Regions from separate parts of the Zea mays genome. Here region 2 is linked to region 1. A link is a contact called in public Hi-C data. All regions are on one chromosome and are shown on one strand. Each heading gives the region's core, a stretch centred on a gene start, on an enhancer-like site or on the middle of the called end of the contact. The rest is flanking DNA. Distances are from core to core; before and after follow the strand shown.

The links. A called contact is a pair of places that touch in the nucleus more often than the background predicts.
Region 2: a contact with region 1 is called in a Hi-C map of ear, with 2.6 times the contacts expected there. The contact joins two enhancer-like sites. A contact is called at or near these places in 2 of 25 Hi-C or Micro-C datasets (ear and tassel).

The regions. Positions count from the first base shown.
Region 1 is chr7:18,455,336-18,458,195 of Zm-B73-REFERENCE-NAM-5.0, reverse strand. No RefSeq gene overlaps it. Among protein-coding and RNA genes, the nearest start is that of LOC109940991, 68 kb to the left of the region's middle. Within about 2 kb of position 1,450, at least 14 of the 20 cell types and tissues checked have an H3K27ac peak or open chromatin away from gene starts, as enhancers often do. A contact at or near this core is called in ear and tassel, where this site is marked.
Region 2 is chr7:18,646,136-18,648,995 of Zm-B73-REFERENCE-NAM-5.0, reverse strand. LOC541682 ((S)-adenosyl-L-methionine:delta 24-sterol methyltransferase) reads left to right here. Exons shown (of 14, transcript NM_001112601.2): 14 at 1-168. Among protein-coding and RNA genes, the nearest start is that of LOC541682, 9.5 kb to the left of the region's middle. Within about 2 kb of position 1,390, at least 17 of the 20 cell types and tissues checked have an H3K27ac peak or open chromatin away from gene starts, as enhancers often do. A contact at or near this core is called in ear and tassel, where this site is marked.

The DNA.
Region 1 (2,860 bases), core at 201-2,700:
GTCCTTTGAAACTTTCTTGTGAGAGTGTTTGCTCAATCGGTGTATGTTTGGATCAATTTTGACTTTGGATCTTTGATTCGACCTACTAGAAAAGGTTGATTGACCACTGTTTTTAGCACTCTTGGATTTTGGGGGTGATCATTTTACGATATATTTGTTTTCTCAAGTTCATATATACTCCAAGAACTTTTCCAAATCATATAATCACTAGTTGGTTGTGGTGTTTTTGTTTTTTTTGTTGAAGTAAAGAGCTGAAGTTGTGTATTTTGGAGAGTGTTCCTTGTCAACATATTTTTGGTCATTCTAAGTGTTTTTCGATCATCACCATGAATATCTCATGAGCATCTTATTTGTGAATTTTGGTGTTTTGGAGGATTACAAGAAGATTTAGGAAGCAAGCCAGGATTGTCCTTGTGTAAAGAATTTTTATTGCCTCCATTAACCCCCTCTAGTCGACTAATTCTATATTTCCTTTAATTACTCAGATTGTCTTTATGTAGCTCAATTTTTTTATGCTTGATAAAGAAAAAATGCACTATATGTAAACCCTTCAAAATCTAAACTATCGGGATGTGAACAGGAATAGTGCCTTCAAAAATTAATCACTCTATATGAAGGTCGCACAGTTAGTGCTCTGTTTTTGTTGTTTGGAAATCCATCATCTCATGTATAGACCTATTTTGCCTTTTAGGTTATCACACTTCAGTGGCTAGACCTATTTTGCCTTTTAGGATGTTTTTCTTTCCTATTACACACGACATATATACACTGAATACTACATCTATATGCACATGCATGGCATGTATCATCATTATGCCTCCCTCACTCCCTCTATATATTGGTGTAAGACAATGCAGCTTCATGTAGATGCTCTTCTATGATAAATATATAAGTAGTTTTCACACTGCTGCTTGTACATATACTGATGATGGAGACTTGGGAGCGAAGACTGGGTTAAATGAAAATTGCTTAATTTTTTTACAATTGTATCAGTTTAGTCTAGCATGTTGAAAAAAAACATGTACATATTTATCGGATGAGTGCATCTATGGTCACATCACATGCGCGCTACATGACCCATTTTTGCCAAGTTAAATAATAATTTTAGGCTTACAATGCAACACTTGAGGTTGCCATCCATATATAATATTATCAAGATGTACTAGAATCTCTTGGAGTTTATTGAGTTCGCCACATCTACCTATAATAAAATTTAGAATAAAATCTCAAATGTTACTCGCGCACGATGGGAGTGTGTAAGTAGTGAGTTTTAGTCCCACGAGGGAGTTTCTCTACCGTGCGATCTCAAACTCCGCCTGACCACCGGCGTCACGCTCGAGCGACGGCTGGGCAGCGAAAGCGTGAGCGAGCGAGCCTGAGGGCGATGGCGAAGGAGTGCCTCCCAAGTCGCCTCGAGGCGTGAGCGACGCGGGGGCCTGGAGCTTCCCGCCCCCTATGAAATGTGGCCTACCGACCAGATATAGGTGTACATTCGGGCCGCCCGGTCCGGCCCGGCCCAAGCCCGAAAAAGCCCGACACGTTTAATTTCGAGCCGGCCCAGCCTAATATTAATTTCGTGCCGTGCCGGGCCGGCACACGGGCTGAGCCTTCGGCCCGTGGCCCGGCACGTTATTACCTAAACGTGCCAGGCTCTATTCGGGCGGCCCGAAAATAAAAAAGCCCGAATAACATAATAAAGCCCGAAATACAAAATACAGCCCAAAAATAATAATCAGGCCAGTTGCACAGCCGTCGGGCGCCGGCCACCGGCCACTTGGCCAGCCGTGCAGTGCGGCAGACGGCGACAGCGCGCCAGGCGAGCTCATCCCCCAACATTGCCCCTCTGACTCCAGCGACCCAGCCGTGCCCCTCGGTCTCTGGCGCGGTGGCGCTCTGCCCCCAACCGGCCAGCAGCAGGCCTGCAGCCAGCCAGCAACAAACCACCGTCGTGGAGCAAGCAGCAAGCCAGCCAGCAAGGCAGCAAGCCAGCAACCACGTCGAGGAGCAAGCCAGCAGCAAGCCAGTACAGAACCGCCGCCGGGACTTGGGTTCCAGCATCTTGGGGACTTGGGATTGGGAGCGAGCCGCCGCTGGGACGAGTCGAGGTCTCGAGGAGATCACGAGAGAACGAGAGAGGCATGGGACTTAGGTTTTGTCGGCGTTTCGAGACCGGAGGGTCCCTGAGCTGACGAGTGAGTGTGTCGCGTGCTCCAGCCCAGATGGGTCGAGCGCGTGGGCGAGCGCGAAGGGGGGAGAGCGAGGTGGCCGGAGACGGGCGTGAAGAGAGGTGGAAATCCCGCGGCCTTCGTGTTCGTCCCGCGCCCAGGTCGGGTGCGCTTGCAGTAGGGGGTTACAAGCGTCCACGCGGGTGAGGGAAGCGAGCGGCCCCAAGAGAGCGCATGTCCCATCCTCGTCCCGCGCGGCCAACCTTCTCTAAGAAGGCCCTAGTCCTTCCTTTTATAGTCGTAAGGAGAGGATCCAGGTGTACAATGGGGGTGTAGCAGAGTGCTACGCGTCTAGCGGAGGGAGAGCTAGCGCCCTGAGTACATGCCAATGTGGCAGCCGGAGAGACCTTGGCACCCTGCTGGTGTGATGTCGTGGCTGTCGGAGGAGCAACGGAGCTTGGCGGGGGGACAGCTGTCGGAGCGGACGAGTCTTTGCTGACGTCCCCCTGCTTCCGTAAGGGAGCTGAGAGCCGCAGTCGTCACAGGGCACGCGGGGCGCCATCATTGCCTATCTGGCGGAGCTAGCCAGATGGGACACCGGTCTTGTTCTCTGCGGCCCGAGTCGGCTCGGGGTAGGGTGATGATGGCGCTCCCTGTTGACGTGGCGGGCCCGCGCCCGAGGCCGGGCGACGTGG
Region 2 (2,860 bases), core at 141-2,640, 190 kb before region 1:
TTTTCGCCATAAACCTCTCAGTGGCATAAATAAGATGGTTTGCATAAGAGTACTTCATGGATACCGTAAGGGCTACTACTGAAAGAGAAATGTTTAAGCAGCATGGTATGTGAGCAACTAGTGATAATTATTCCATCCTTTTTTTTAATATAAAGCAGGAGTTTTGTCATGCGTCATGTCTAGGGCCGGAAAATTAGCTCGAGGCTCGCGAGCCGTCTCAAGCTCGGAGCAGCTCGGCTCGGGACGGCTCGCGAGCCGAGCCGAGCCTCTTCTTCAAGCTTGTTTTTGCAGTGAGCCGAGCCGAGCCGGCTCGTTCCAGCTCGCGAGCCTCACAAAAATGATCAATTTATAGAATAATAATGAATATTAGATAATTTTATGGATAATAGCTCATTTTTTAGTCTTTGATGATAGATATATTACAAGTTATAATTTAATTTACTCATAATATAGAATGATAATTCTATAATTTAAATTTATATAATGTTAATTCATCAAATAATGCAACGGTAAGTACCAGAATATGACTCGCGAGCCAAAGTCGAGCCGAGCCGAACCTCTTTTGCCAGCTCGTGAAATGGACGAGCTGAGCCGAGCTCGTTCAGACACCGAGCCGCACCGAGCCGGGCTCGGCTCGTTTCCAGCCCTAGTCATGTCTCTGCCCACGTGTAGCGTCTCTGCGCCAGTGAAATATATAAAAATTGTTGCTAGCTTGGAGATTTGAATCATGGTCTGGTCTCTAACCATTGCAGCTCAGCTCATGTTGAATTGTGTTAAAGAAACTGTATATCATATATAGAAACTGTACGAGCAACTAATTAGTGTTTGTTTACACATCCGAACCCAAATTCCAATGAAATCCTATAGATAAAAATAAAAAAATTAATCGCCCTGAGCCGACCTGACCATGTCTAGGAGTCGGTCCAAGCATAGAATGACTTATATACTATGGCCATGTTTGGTTTCAATTAGTGCTAGGACTAAACTTTAGTCTTAGGACTAAACTTTAGTCCCTACATGTTTAGTTCTAGAGACTAAATAGATTCTAAAATCATTAAATACATTGTTTAAAGACTCAAATGCCCTTAGAATATACTCATAATATTAGTTATCTATACAAAAAGGTAAGGGCAACATGATAATTATGGACTTTTAGTCTTTTTTAGCACCTATATGAAAGACTAAAGACTAAATCATTTTAGTCCATATTTTAGTCCTAGTGTTTGACAAAAAAGAGACTAAATGAGACTAAAAACTAGAGACTAATGTTTAGTCCCTCTAACCAAACACCCCTATGTCGGTCCGAGAACGATTTGGACCAAGCTGTGCTGTGCCTGAGCTAAGCCAAAATGACTGAGCCTTGTGCTGTGCCTGAGCTAAGCCAAAATGACTGAGCCTTGTGCTGGCCCATTAAACACGACACAATTGGCCATATACCACTAGTAGTACTTATATACTCTTCAGTACGTGTATCGAAAGGAGTATAAGTTAGATCTAAATACAAAGTACTCTTGTACACCATGCTGCCAGTTTTTTTTTGTATTTTTACAATTTTTTTAAATCCATGTTTGGACATCCAGAGGAACTAATACCATATTTAGGCCAAAAGTAGGTGCCATGGTCTATGATGCTAAGATTACTTGTCTCAACGCCATAGGTCATGACGCCAAGGTGTCACACCAGTCGTTAGTGTGGACGATGACATGGTGGGACCTTGGAGCCATAGATCGATGGCGTCGAGGTCTCCTATATTGCTCGGTTCTCCTCTGCTCTCTTGTTTCTCATTTCTTTTTCGCCTCTCACCGTCATGCAACCACACTACATGCTTTATGTCCTCTATCCGTCGTCAGCCACAAGAAACGGTGGCACCCTCGCTTCCACCCCGTCCAGCACCACCCCTTACCATGATCCCACCTAGCGCCTAGCCCTAACCCCATCTAGCGTAGCCCATCCTCGACCCTACCCAACACATTCCCTGGTGCCGACCAACCTTGCTAGACGTCTCCCATCCCTGACCTTCCCCGGTGCCGCACATCTTCGACCCCACCCAACGTCTTCCCCAGCCTTGGCCTCACTGACACCTCCCTGCTTGTAGCTCCAGTTTTAGCATCACTCTAGGTTCTAGACCCACCCTGCCCGCTGCTCGGGCCTTGACGTCGATCCTTGCCCACCGCTTTGGCCCTTACACCACCTCTGTCCGATGAAGGTGAGTTTTTATTGATAAATACTTTAGTTATTAACTTAATTAGTAACATATTTATATGAGTTAGTTAGTTAATTAGTAACTCATATGTTACACGCTTAGGTAGTTAGGGATTTTGTAGTTAGTTTATTATGTAAAACTTATTTACTTAATCTTTATGTAGTGAGTACTTTTGTACTAGTTAGTGAGTAATTATGCAGTATTTAATTTTTATTTAGTAATTTTTATCAAAATATATTTTAAGCTATTAATTTTGGTTCTATGTATGAGATATTTGGACAATGTAGTAACCCTATACCATAAAGGTACTATGTATCGGAGAGTAAACTACAGCCGGGTGGCGGAATGCACCAACCTAATCCTAACTCCTAAGAATAGGGGTCAACCAAGAGTTTGCCTGATGAGATGAACGGACACAAGAACACACAAGGATTTAGAGTGGTTCGGGCCACCAGAGCGTAATATCTTACTCCACTGAGTCATATTGCTGAGAGCTTGAGAAAGCTTGGGTCTGGATGAAGATGTCTCCCTAAGAGTTCAAGTGTCTATCTTCGAGCTCGTCCCCCATTATAGCGTGTGTGCCCTCCCTTTTATAGCCTAAGGGAGGCACACACATGATCAGTAGGCCCCAACAGGTGGGCCCTAGAATATAATAAC